Regions from separate parts of the Mus musculus genome. Here region 1 is linked to region 2. A link is a contact called in public promoter capture Hi-C data. All regions are on one chromosome and are shown on one strand. Each heading gives the region's core, a stretch centred on a gene start, on an enhancer-like site or on the middle of the called end of the contact. The rest is flanking DNA. Distances are from core to core; before and after follow the strand shown.

The links. Promoter capture Hi-C pulls out the DNA fragments that hold promoters and counts their contacts.
Region 1: a promoter capture Hi-C map of 3T3-L1-derived adipocytes shows a contact between it and region 2, with 9 times the contacts expected there. The contact joins the promoter of Zrsr1 here to the enhancer-like site in region 2. A contact is called at or near these places in 6 of 39 promoter capture datasets (the 3T3-L1 cell line, 3T3-L1-derived adipocytes, the HPC-7 cell line and 2 more) and 1 of 115 datasets of contacts at active chromatin or transcription factors (astrocytes).

What each region holds. Positions count from the first base shown.
Region 1 is chr11:22,966,614-22,973,363 of GRCm38.p6, forward strand. It overlaps Zrsr1 (zinc finger (CCCH type), RNA binding motif and serine/arginine rich 1), which reads left to right and starts at 5,392. Exons shown (of 1, transcript NM_011663.3): 1 at 5,392-6,750. The coding sequence starts at 6,615. The region is part of intron 1 of Commd1 (COMM domain containing 1); the gene reads right to left.
Region 2 is chr11:21,724,990-21,731,971 of GRCm38.p6, forward strand. The region is part of intron 12 of Wdpcp (WD repeat containing planar cell polarity effector); the gene reads left to right. Among named protein-coding and RNA genes, the nearest start is that of Wdpcp, 160 kb to the left of the region's middle. Within about 2 kb of position 4,957, at least 8 of the 459 cell types and tissues checked have an H3K27ac peak or open chromatin away from gene starts, as enhancers often do. A contact at or near this core is called in 3T3-L1-derived adipocytes, where this site is marked.

The sequences.
Region 1 (6,750 bases), core at 4,142-6,641, 1.2 Mb after region 2:
AAATATAAATAAACCCTTTTTTAAAATCACTGTCTTAGTTAAGGTTTTACTGCTGTGAACAGACACCATGACCAAGGCAACTCTTATAAGGACAGTATTTAACTGGGGCTGGCTTACAGATTCAGAAGTTCAGCCCATTATCATCAAGGCGGAAGCATGGCAGCACCCAGGCAGGCATGGTTCAGGCAGAGATGAGAGTTCTACATCTTCATCTGAATGCTACTAGGAGAAGACTGGCTCCTAGTAGCCACGTGGTTAGGAGAAAGGTCTCATTGCCCACATTGATGTGGTGGTTTAAATAGGAATGAACCCCATAGATTCCTGTGTTTAAATGCTTGGCCCATAGAAAGTGGCACTATTAGGAGGTGTGGCCTTGCTCCAGTAGATTTGGCCTTGTTGGAGAAAGTGTGTCACTATGGAGGCAGGCTTTGAGGTGGAGCTACACCAGAGACACTCACAGTCTCCTTCTGCTACCTGTAGATCCAGACAAGTCAGCTCCTTCTCTAGCACCATGTCTGCCTGCATGCTGCCATGCTTCCTGTTATAACGATAATGAATAAAATCTCTGCACTGTAAGTCAATTATATGTTTTACTTTACAAGAGTTGCTATGGTCATGGTGTCTGTTCCCAGTGATGGAAATCCTAAATAAGACGGTCACTATGTGCCAGGTATGGCAGCAGACTCTTCATTCCAGCACAGGAGGTAACAGAGTCAGGAGGTTCTTTGTGAGTTTGAGGCCAGCCTGGTCTACATATTGAGCTTCAGAACAACCAGTACTAACACACACACACACACACACACACACACACACACACACAAAGTATATTTTTAAAAAATGAGAAATGGAGGTTATAAAAATAACTTTTATTCACCTGATATAATTGTCTCAGAGGCTTACTGTTGAATAATCTTATCCTTTTTAGTTCTTTCTGAACTCTGGCTGGCTAGTTCAACTCTGCCGTTCTGGCTAAAACTCCTCTCCAAGTTGACTGACTCAATCTGACTTCTCTCGGCTTCTAACTGAATTGCTCTGTCATCAAACTAACTCTGGCAATTTATTCTAATCTTCTAGCTCCTTCCTATTGTCTGGCTTCTGCTGCCTCTGCTGACCTACACTGACTGCATGAACTCAGGAACAAACTCAAGTCCACTGTGCTGCACTCACTGCACTGACCCCTGACGGACTCCTCTCCCTGCACTGCTCTTAAATAGCTTCTATTTCCCGTGCGTTCTCACAGGAGTTGGGAATATCCTATCTCTGACTCATTCCGTCAAATCTTTCTCTGATTCACCACTTTGCCTCTCAATTAGACATCACTTTCAAACACTAGTGCTGCTTCCTCTGCACACTAATCTTATGTGCATTGTTTGGGATTGAAGGTGTGGAGTGCATCTGCATTCTAGCCAGAGCACACAGAACTAGGTCTTTGGATGTTATCCCTTCCCAGAGCAGCCATGTTGCTGGATTAAAATTCTTCTACAGGAGGCAAAGAAAGTTGTAAAAAGGCTAATTTATATTTTTGCTTTCATCTTTATGTGCGTATTCATATTCACTGTCAGGATGCTCCCATATGTAGCCACTCCTTGAATATACAGGTACAAGGGGCAAGGAAATAGTCTGTCTCACTGATGTTCACAAAGTCCAGAGGTATACAATGATGTTGACTTGAATACATGGCTATATTTCATATAAACTAATAATAATTTGTTTTCTAAAATGCAAAATATGCTCTGGATAAAGAAAGGTAAATTTAAAGTCGTAAATGGTAATGGCAGGTTCTCTGTTAAGAAATAGTGTAGGGCTAGAGAAGATGGTTCAGCGTGTAAGAACGTGGCTGCTCTTACAAAGAACCAGGTTCAGATCCCAGCACCCACATGATGCCTCACAACCATCTAGATCCAAGGGAACTGAAGCTCTCTGTGGGTACCAGGCATGAATACGGTACACAGACATACATGCAGGCAAAGTACTCATACACACATAGTAATAAAAATGACTTTTTAAAGCTAGGCCATGGTGGCACACACCTTTGAGTACAACACTTGGGAGGCAGAGGCAGGAGGATCACTATGAGTTCCAGGTCAGCCAGGGCTGCACAGAGAAACAAAAACCTGAGAGAAAGAGGGGTGTGGGTGTGTGTGTGGGGGGGGGGGGATTTTACATAGAAACCCTGTCTCAAAAAAACATAGATAGATAGATCAATAGATAGGTAGGTAGATAGATAGATAGGCAGGCAGTCGTATAAATAAGCAAGCCCAGGCTGCAGTCTAGGATGACTTTCATCTTCCAATCCTCCTCCTCCTTCCTCCCCAGTTCTAGGACTGCAGCCGTGTACAAGCACTGTGCCTGGCTATGCAAAATTCTGTGGAATTTGTTTTGTTTTGTTTTTTTAATGAAAGAATTAGTTGAAACAATTTCTTTTTCTAATTTTTAAATTTGTTTATTTCATGTGTATGAATGTTTTGCCTCAATTGGAGACCAGAAAGACCTCTGATCCCCTAAAACTGCAGTAACACTGGGTTGTGAGTCACCATTTGTGTGCTGGGAATCAACCCTGGCTCTTCTAGAAGAGCAACAAGCACTTTTCTTTTCCTTTCTGTTTTTCTGTTTTTGTAGACCAGGCTGGCTTTGAACTCAGAGATCCGCCTGCCTCTGCCTCTCAAGTGCTGGGATTAAAGGCGTGCACCACCACCGTCTGGCTCCCACTCTTTTTAATTTTATAATTAAAAATTCTACTATATTAATTTATCCATCTGTATGTGACATGTACTTGTCATCCATGCATTTGTAAAGCTTGTGCCGCCACTGCCAGCCTGCAAAAAGAGCTCCTAACCACTAAGACATCTCGCCAGACCCATTGAAACAAATTTTTTATTAAAAATAATTTTAATTTCAAAATGCCAAGCCAAATGTTTAGATGTTTTTATACACAAAATTATTACTGTTGAATAGCCAGCAAAAGTATTTTCTGCCTCGAACATTCCAGAATAAGGAAACATTTAGACATCTTTATGCAGTCCTGCAGCTATTAGCAAACCAATATTCTACTGCCGCCTACAGTAGAAAAATAAAATTACAGCTAAAACCTAAACGTACGCCCATATTTTACCTCAGGACTGTGTCATGCCAAGAGACTCGTGCAAGATAGTTGCTGCAAGTTCACATCCTACCTGGGCTACCCGTGGAGTCCCAGGCCAATCTATATTAAAGACTGAGACTGTATCCCAAGTAATTAACTCACAGGTTTTTTTTTGTTTGTTTGTTTGTTTGTTTTTAGAGACACAGTTTCTCTGTATAGCCTGGCTGTTCGGACACTTTTACAGACCATACTGGCCTCAAACTCAGAGATCTGCCTACCTCTGCCTCCTGAGTGCTGGGATTAAAGGTGTTCACCACCACTGCCTGGATTTGTTTAATTTTCTTGTGTGTGGGGGGGTACTCTTTAAATCTATTTTTACTAATGTTTAATTACATTATCCAAACCATATTGTAAGAGTAAAATCTTTCTCTATAAGAGGGACCCAGACCTTAACACAACTGACTCCATGATGGAAGTGCCATTCAGGCCATAAAACTCAGCACACAGACAGCACCACCTGCCAAAAATTAAAACAAAGATTTAATCAGTTAAAGCCCATAAGCTATGGGAAAGATTCTAAATGAACTGACCTTGCTTCTGACTAGTTCTGCTTCTGGCTAGATGTTCTTGTTAACTGAAATATGTCAACCTAGGATATGGTTTTGGTGCTTAAAAGGTCACCCTGAGAAAGGCTCAGTGTTGCACTGCAGTCCCAAACACACAGTGTAGTACCAGCAGCCTAATAAAGATTTTCTAGCTGAGTGACAGCATTGTAGCCCTTTAATCCCGGCACTCAGGAAGCAGTGTAATCAGTATAGTATTTTTTTAAAAGTCTTTACACATGTAAAAATAGCTTAGTCAGGACCTCCACTACAGCCAACACTGTGTCTGATACCCAGAACCCAGCAACTTCACACACTCAAGAGAACCTGATACAGGTATAAACCCCATGATGCGGACTGCTCTGCATATCTGGAGTGATACCTCCTAGATGAACCCTGTGGCTGGACAGTCTCCCCAGGATCCTGACCCTCAAATCAGAGACTTCTGTAAGACTGGACCTGACCTCCAGCTAAGATACATCACACAGGTGAGCACCTTGGGGATAAAGACTTAGGACCATATTTAGAAATTTAAAGTGTGAACCTTGTATGATGACCCTCAGCATAAAATATAACTTTTGCTATACACAGGTATCTACCTTCTTTCTTGTGACACAGAGGCAGGCAGAGCTTTCTTCTTAGTTAGGGTTTTACTGCTGTGAATAGACACCATGACCAAGGCAAGTCTTATAAAGGACAACATTTAACTAGGGCTGGCTTACAGATTCAGAGGTTCAGTCCATTACCATCAAGGCAGGAACACGGTAGCACACAGGCATGGTGCAGGAAGAGCTGAGAGTCTGACATCTTCATCTGAAAGCTGCTAGAAGACTAGCTTCCAGGCATCTAGGATGTGGGTCTTAAAGCCAATGACACACTTACTCCAGCAAGGCCACAGCTTCTAACAGTGCCACTCCCTATACAAACCATCACATTCTACTCCCTGGCCCCTATAGGCTTGTGCAAGCATAAGAGCCTATGGGGATCATACCTAAACATAGCATGATGCAAGGCCAGTCTAGTCTACAGAGCAAGTTCCAGGACAGCCACAGCTACACAGTAAAACCCTTGTCTCTGAAAAAACAAACAAACAAACAAACAAAAATAAAAGATTTTTTTCTTGGCTTAAACACTTGTCTGAGCAGTCTTCTCTGGTGAATACCCCACAAAACTACATTACAGAACAAATGAAAGGAATGTGTTTGCAAAAAACAAAACACATTCAATTTTTTATTCCCTTGGTTTTTCGAGACAGGGTTTCTCTGTGTAGCCCTGGCTGTCCTGGAACTCACACTGTAGACCAGGCTGGCCTCGAACTCAGAAATCCGCCTGCCTTTGCCTCCCGAGTGCTGGGATTAAAGGCGTGCGACACCACACCAGGCCCACATTCAATATTTAAAAAACAAAACAACAACAAAACCAAAACCCCTTACTTTCCACAAGAGTGAGGAGCTGAAGCCAGAAAAACGGTTTACCTGGTAAAGCCCTTGACAAACAAATATAAGAACTTAATTTCTATTCCCAGCACCCACATAAACAAGCCCGGGAAGGTGAGCTGCCAGCACCGGCATGGAGGGGTGCCCTGCAGTGAGACAAGCCTGCCCCGGCTCAGGGCTGAGCATTCTTACTGCAGGAGCACTCCCACTGCAGGGGGCGGAGACAAAAAAAGCAGTAAATCGTACTGCGCAGGCCTGCCTTTCCCGGAGTAAAGACGTAACTGCAGATTACAGGGTAACTGCGCAGATCAGACATACTGCGGATAACTGCAGATACCTGGATGACTGCGCAGGCGGACCGTACTGCAGATAACCACCCGCAACTGCGCAGGCCGGTCGGTAAGGCAGATAACCACTGTTCCAGCTGTACCATGGATAACCGGGTAACTACGTAGGCTGATCATACTACGGATAACCAGGTAACTGCGCAGGCCGGCCATGCCACGGAGGCTGGCCTTAAAGCGGATAACCGGGTAACTGCACAGGCCAGCTGTGCCATGCATAACCAGTAACTGCATAGGCTGGCCGTACCACAGATAACCACGGATACCTGGGTAACTGCGCAGGCAGGCCGTACTGCGGATAGCCAGGTAACTGCGCAGGCTGGCTGTACCACGGATAATCGCGGATAATTGGTAACTGCGGCCGCCCCACAGATAATTGGGTAACTGCGCAGGCAGGCCATACCACGGATAACTGGATAGACGGATAACTGCGCAAGCCGGCCATACCGGCCCGGCCGGGTAACTGCATGGGCAGGCCTATGTACTGCGGATAAACGGATAACCGGGTGACTGCCCAGGCAGGCCGTACTGCGGATAACTGGATAATCGGGTAACTGCGCAGACCATCCGTACCTCCGAAAACTGGGTAACTGCGCAGGCCTACCACGGATAAGTGGGTAACTGCGTGGGATAACTGGATAATCGGGTCACTGCGCAGGCAGGCTGTGCCACGGATAACCGGACAACCGGGTAACTGCACGGATAGGCTTTATCACGGGTAACTGGATAACCGGGTAATTGCGCAGGCTGGCAGTACCACGGATAACCGGATAACTGCGCAGGCAGGCCTACGTACTGCGGATAACCGAGTGACTGCGCAGGTAGGCGGTACAGCCCACATTCCAACGCAAACACTGGCCTTCGACTGCGCATGCGCACATTCAACTACTGGTTGCTGCATTGCGCAAACACGCCGGTGACTCAGCTGGTTCAAGCTTTCTAGGCTGGTGGAAAGGAAAGTCAACTGGGCTGAATGGTGCCACCCTGAAGTTGCTGTCCAGGAAGGTAACGAACATTAAACAGCAGAACAACTTAGCAGCGGGCGACATTTTCAATCCACAGCGTGAGAAAAAGAGATTATCGCGAGATCCGGGAAGAGCCCCCCCCCCCCCCCCCCCCCCCCCCCCCCCCCCCCCCGCTCTGCGGTAAAATGGCATCACGGCAGACCGCGATTCCTGAGAAACTCAGCCGAAAACAATACAAGGCGGCAATGAAGAAGGAGAAACGCAAGAAACGTCGGCAGAAAATGGCTCGGCTGAGAGCTCTGGAAGCCCCACCAGAGGAGG
Region 2 (6,982 bases), core at 3,707-6,206:
GAGGTTGACTCGCTTTCCTTCCACATGACTACAGGAGACCTCTCCACTGCCCTTGCACACGATGTGGTAGGCGCTAACTTCACTGTAACTCATTTTCCTACTTATGTATATATAAATGTTCTTTCATCCATAGGGATTATTTGACAGGGTTGATAAAAATGTCAAATATGGCTCTGAGAAACATATATTAGAAGTTGAAGAGAAAGAACTTCTATTCACAGAGGAGGATGGAAGGAAGATGAAAATCTAGATAGAAAGATTAGGGACACACAGATGCTGTGAAAGCTAGTGTTAAAATCTGGTCAATGGTTGGTATGAAAGGGTGTTCTGGAATGAGAAGAAATGTGACCTGCAAGTGACCTGGCCACCCAGTGCACCAGTTTTGTTTCTTAAGATGAGTGGTATATACTAGGGTCTGTCAAAACTATTCCTCTTTCAGTTTATATATATATATATATATATATATATGTATATATATATATATATATATATAATATTTTATAATGGAATTTTGAATTCTGTTTACAAAAAAGGAAGAATTTCATGAAGGAATTGATTTTAGTTTTAATTTCACTAAAAATGTACTTTGCTATAGTATTGTGCAAGTCTTTTTCAAAGACTTTAATATATATTCTTTTATTTTTATCAGAACAACTTTGTAAAGGTAGTATTATGTCATGAAGTAATAAACTCAGGCTTCGGTGATCAGCAGCTTACTTAGAGGAATAACAAGTGATCATGGGCTGGTTCCTGCAGCTCTTTACTCCTTCCTAAAGATCACTTACTGAAACTGGTTGTATAATTTTCAGATGCTACTTTCCAAAATAACTGTGAATTGTCTTTAATATATGAATAGGCTGATGATAGATGTTCAACTGTCCCAAAATGTAGGGAGGTGCCAAGATTGGTCAAAACTTGAGGAGGTATCCTGTTATACAGATATTTGTGCCCCATAATTACTTTTATCTCTATATAAGGTGGTACTTTGAACTCTACACAGCAGTGAGGCCTTTAGAAAAATCATATTTTTGGAAACCAGGAAATGTTAATATATTGCAAGAGTTATTATCTGTAATTGAATCTTGCCTTTTTATCTGAATGGCGTTAGCATATTTCAAGAGAGCCATTCCTCATCTTAAATGTAGCCGTCTCCTTGCATGAGCATATCCTGAAAATACTAGGGTTAAAGTTCTCTGTGCTTGAACATAGGGCTGTGGTCTTTAATTCCTGTTTTGTTTTTCTTATTTCTAGGGAAAATTGATGAGTTAATATCTTGCCTAAAGAGCTCAAAAAGCTCAACATGAATAAGAACTTTGAAAGTGTTCTGTGTTGTAGCCTCACTATAGTTTTGGCCTCTGACTTTAATGCAATTACTTGTTTTTTCACAACCTCTACCCTAGGAAGCTATCTTGTATGTATGTGAATTTTTCCTCAGTGTTGTTTTAAATTCCGTGTTCTGTGATAGGTGATTCTTATTGCTGTCATCAGCATTTCATTCAGACTTTTCTGTTTGGTCATGTGACATGTCCCTTGGGGAATGCTGACTGATGTTTCCATTTTGGATGCTTTCAGTTACAATGACTTTACTAGTTTCTCTTTCAGTAGTAGCTGCACAGGGCATTGTGAAAGAGAATGTATGTTAGTGGAAACCAATGAGATCACCTAAATTGTAAACATCCTTTTGTTTAATCTGCTACTGAGAAATTTTATCAAGGGGAGATGAAATTGGTCAAATGTCTTAAGAAAGGAAGGAAGGAAGGAAGGAAGGAAGGAAGGAAGGAAGGAAGGAAGGAAGGAAGGAAAGAAGGAAGGAAAGAAGGAAGAGAGGGAGGGAGGGAAGGAGGGAGGGAAGGAGGGAGGGAGGGAGGGAAGGAGGGAGGTGCTAGGATTGCATTAAGTCTTCTGCTTTAGCTATTCATTATTTTCATACTCTCTGAAAACTTCCTACAGAATTAAGGCCACATTGGGGCATTTTTTAATTTGAGGAAGAAGAAAGGAGCCTCCTGAAATTAGAGTTAGCCGAGTTAGTCACTGGGGTGGACTCAGGTGGGCGGTGAGGGGAGAACGCTGTGCTGTCTTTGCTGTGATCCAGTACACAGGGTCTGAGGTCACAGACTGACATTGTGCTAGCAGGTGAGTGTCTGGGTTAAAACAAATATTTGTGTACAATTCCAGTTTTGTTCTTGTTGGAGAGCAGTTCTCCAGCCATCTTTCTGTGTCTCTTGACCTTTCTCCAAGTTTAAACATAGCTAAACTGTAAGGTTTATTTCTCATATCTTTCTTGAGAACTCTTTGTATGTATTCAAAATTACTGAGTTTTAAGAAGAAACGTCTGGCCAGGCAGTGGTGGCACACGCCTTTAATCCCAGCACTTGGGAGGCAGAGGCAGGCAGATTTCTGAGTTTGAGGTCAGCCTGGTCTACAGAGTGAGTTCCAGGACAGCCAGGGCTACACAGAGATACCCTGTCGTGGGAAAAAACAAACAAACAAACAATGAAATAAATAAATAAATAAAAATAATAATAAATAAATAAATATCCATTGATAGTATAAATCATTTAATAAAGTATTTTAATAAAATTAAAGATATAATAGTCTGATTTATAAAAACTGTTAAGCAGCAGGACACCTACAAACAGCGAACGCAGCTTTGCCTGAATTATGCTTAGAAAGTAGTTATCACCTTTCACCTCTGTGAGATTGAACAGTCTCCAGAGCACTTAGCAGGGAGCCATTACCAAACAAGAGCTTTTCATCATAACCAAGTAGAACCTGGGAGAGGAGCAAGGGAGTGCTGATGAAAGCGAGTGTTGCACCTGTGCGTGTGCCACACGAAGCTAGTTCATTAGTGTGGAAGCAGAATGATTTAGAGAAGTGATGATTTTCTCTTCAAATACAAGGCCACTGTTCTGATATGGTGGTATTAATGTGTGGCAGCATAAAGGCAGGTGCCTTTGAAATGCTTGTAAATAGTAGGCTAAGTTTTGAAAGAGAGGACTTTATTGCCTAGAAATAGAGATATAATATTTGTGACGTTTTGTAGAGGATTGTAAGAATATGTTTGTTTTCCTTTACCATTCCACATGAAAAATTAAAATAAATTGATGTAACTAGGAAGAGATATGTGTGTAGATGTGTGATCCCAGGTATAATGTGGTGTTAGAGCTGGATGGCCCGGGTCTATTCTGCCAACCTTGCTGTTTACGTTTGTAGTAGAATGTGGGCATCTTTCTGGTGGTGGAGGCAGCACCCGGGCAAGAAAGTTAAGGAAGAAGAAAGAGCCAACCATGCATTTTGAATCTAAATAAATCTTATTTCCTTTTGTTCCTCTTTTGGTATTTTTCAAAGCAGTGGCAACAACAAACAAAAACAGCACACGGGCCAGGACAGACAGCACACGGGGCAGGACAGACAGCATATGGGGCAGGGCAGACAGCACAGGGGTGAAGAACATACAGGTCTCAGCACCCACGTCAGGTGGCCCATGGCCACCTTTAACCCATGGGATCTGATGCCTTCTTCTGGCCTCCATGGGCACAGCATACATGCAGACAGAAGCATATGCACAAAAATACGATTATTTGTTTTATAAAACCTTAGCAGTGCTACTGGAGTGAAGCCTGAGATTCCTGCCCACCCGTGCTGCTCATCCGCTCAGTGTGATGTTTGAAAATGACAGTGTCCAAATGAAAGCAGACACACAACTAAACAGACATGGCTTGCTGCTTAAGAGTACTTGGGTGTTTTTACAGAAGGCCCAGGTTCCATGCCTAGCACCTACTGATAATTCCAGTTCCAAAGAATTCAGTGTCTTCTGACCTGTGCAGGAATCAAGTATGCATGTGCTATATAGACATGCAGGCAGGAAAAACAGGCAGAAAATGAATAAATCTAATTAAAAATTTAAAATCTTTAGTCTATTCAACTATTAATAGGAAAACAATTGGAAGTTGAAATTTCTTTTTATTTTGAGGCTCCTCTGGCTTCACAGTCTTTTTGCTTCAGGCTCATTTGAATCTGTAATGTCAAACATAAGTTCTCTAAGATAAGCTTTTCCTATTTACTGAGGTCTAGGTTTCCCAAGTCCAAGTGGACAGTTATGGAAATGTCAGTAATAAGTTAGGAAGCGAGTACGCAGTCAGTGTGACTTCGGACACAGGCAGAGCAGTGCTAGTTCTAACATTCAGAACCGCAGTCATCCTGCACACTAAGTATAAACTTGTCATGATGAAACTTATTTATGGCAGTGTTAGGCAATTGAGGATCTTAGGTCATTCAAGGGTACTCCTCGGAATTAAGCCATTGCTGAACAAATGTTGCCTAATGTCTGCCTGAGGCCATTTTCTCTCTGTAGACTTACATTCAGAACTTCTTAAAGACATAAAGATGTTGATCTGTGTTTACTCTTTCCTTTAGGAAGAAATAATTGTTACCCACAGGAAGGCAGTCCTAAGAGGTGAAAAGGAAGGCAGTCCTAAGAGGTGAAAAGGAAGGCAGTCCTAAGAGGTGAAAAGGAAGGCAGTCCTAAGAGGTGAAAAGGAAGGCAGTCCTAAGAGGTGAAAAGGAAGGCAGTCCTAAGAGGTGAAAAGGAAGGCAGTCCTAAGAGGTGAAAAGGAAGGCAGTCCTAAGAGGTGATAAGGTAGGCAGTCCTAAGAGGTGAAAAGGAAGGCAGTCCTAAGAGGTGAAAAGATTATGATTTTAGGCCTAGTGGATTCTTCATGTGTTACAGGAGTTTTGTTTTTTTGAAACGTTTGACATTTATTTTAATTCTCTTCTGTATGCTTATAGAGAACAGTGTGAATTAAATAAGTTAATTAGCATGTCTGTCATTTCATCAATTTATTATTTTCTATAGAGAGAATGTTTATATTTTAGAAAATTAGATATAATACATTGTTGGCAACTGTGCTTGCCACATGGCACAACAGATCGTGAAAATTCATGATCAACATCTTCCCTTGCCCTCTGACCTCTCCCGAGACTCAGCACTTGGCTCTGAGTAGACTGTCCGTGCCATGGAGACCTCAGTAGGTTCCCCCAGAAAATCATTCCCCACAGTCCCCATGAGGTTCTGAATTCAAATGTGTGCTAGGTGGCTGTTTGGCAATGCTTTCAACAGCCCAGTTTAGATAGGTGTTTCCCCATTTCAAGTCACTGCGCGTCCTTGACTATAGAAGCCAAGGCTGATTATATAAAGCAGGAGGCGGCTAACCATGACTTGCCTCTTGGTTTTGTAAATATAATTCCGCTGGAATGCAGCCAAGCCCACTTGTTTCCATAACATCTATGCCTGCTTTCAAGTTGTAGTTGTGACAGGGTTGTGTACCCCTCAATGTGTATTTACTTTCTGACCCTTTACAGAGAAAGTTTGCAAACCCTTGTTACAAATGGACAAACAGAAGCAGAGACCTACAGTTGTTGGGGGTGTGTCTTCTGAGTGTCTCAAGAAGACAAGACAAATGTTATTTGTAATACGCAGTTAATCACTTCAGAACTAAAAGTCAGTGGAATTGATGCTAGGTCTAAGAAGTTGGGGGTACCTATAGGAATGGGAGGATAATTAGTTTTTAAAGATTTATTTTATTTGATATAAATGAGCCTTTTCCCTGCATGTATATCTGTGTATCACTTGTGTGCCTCATGCCTGTGGAGGTCAGAAGAGGGTATCAGATTCCCTGAATCTGAAGTTGCAGATAGTTGTGAGCCACCTTGTAGGTGCTTGGAATTGAACCCAGGTCCTCCGGAGAGGCACAAGGTGCTTCTGATCACTGAGCCATCTCTCCAGCCCCCAAGAGGTGATTTGGCCATACCAAACACAGCAGAGATGAGCCCAGCCTAGGCGTGCTATCACAAGGCAGGGAGTTTGAGCCCACATATAGTCATGCTGATCTTCTGTAGCAGCAGGGGAGGAATGTGACAGGCAGGAAATAAAAAACCTCTAATACCATAAGAAAATTCCCAAAGATTCTTAGTGTACCTGGCTAGAAGTTAAATTTTATATAGTGGCAACCCTCAAAGTTACAACAGAGCCAGTGTTTATAATTTAAACTTTATATTTAAGGAAATCATGGACCCAAATTTAGATATAAGAAAAAAATACAGAGAAATTCTTGTGCCCCTTGCCCTATTCACCCCAGTGAATAATATTCCAAAATATTCCAAAAATATAGCCGCATCTGACACATGCCGTACTAGTGTTAACGCAGTACAGACACAGCTAGGATGTGCCGCCTACTGTTTTACTTTTAAAAACTGCATTGGGAGTTCATTCTCTCCTTGTACTCTGGGTCCTTGGGACTGAACCCATTGAGCGTGGTGTCTGGTCAGTGCTTTTATCTACTGGTCCTTCCTGCGTCCTTTTATGACCACACATACTTTCTGACAGAGTGCTACACAAATGGGATTATATAGTACATGACCTTTGGAGAAAGATTCTTCCAGGTTCTGTTCTTTTCATCTCGAATATCTTCAGACTTTTGCTAACAGATGCTATTGCAGTTCTTATTCTTTAACCAGTTTTTCTCAGAAAGTGCCATTTTTCCTTTCCAGTATTTATTTAAAACATATATCATCACAAACCAGTAAATGAAATTTATGTTTTCATCCATCAGAAAGGTCTTTGATAAGCAACATTGGTTATCATCAAATGACAAATGCTACACCTAGCAGGAAAGACAGCCTTCAGTTTATGCCCATGGTAGTTCTAGATCCCACAAAACAGCACATATAGTTGTAGCATCTGTGAGTGAGCTAGCTGATAAGCTAAGTGTTTAGAAACTTATGTATATTTTTATGTTTAATCATTTAAAGCAATTCTAAGTATATTTTGATCTTATTCTTCCCCTTTCCCAAGTCCTTCCAGATCCTTCCCCTAAGTACCTACTAAACTTTATGTTCTTTCTCAACAAACAAAAGTCCAATACAATGACAAAACTCCCCCAAAGAAGCAAAACGAAACCCAACAAACTGTAACCAAATAAAA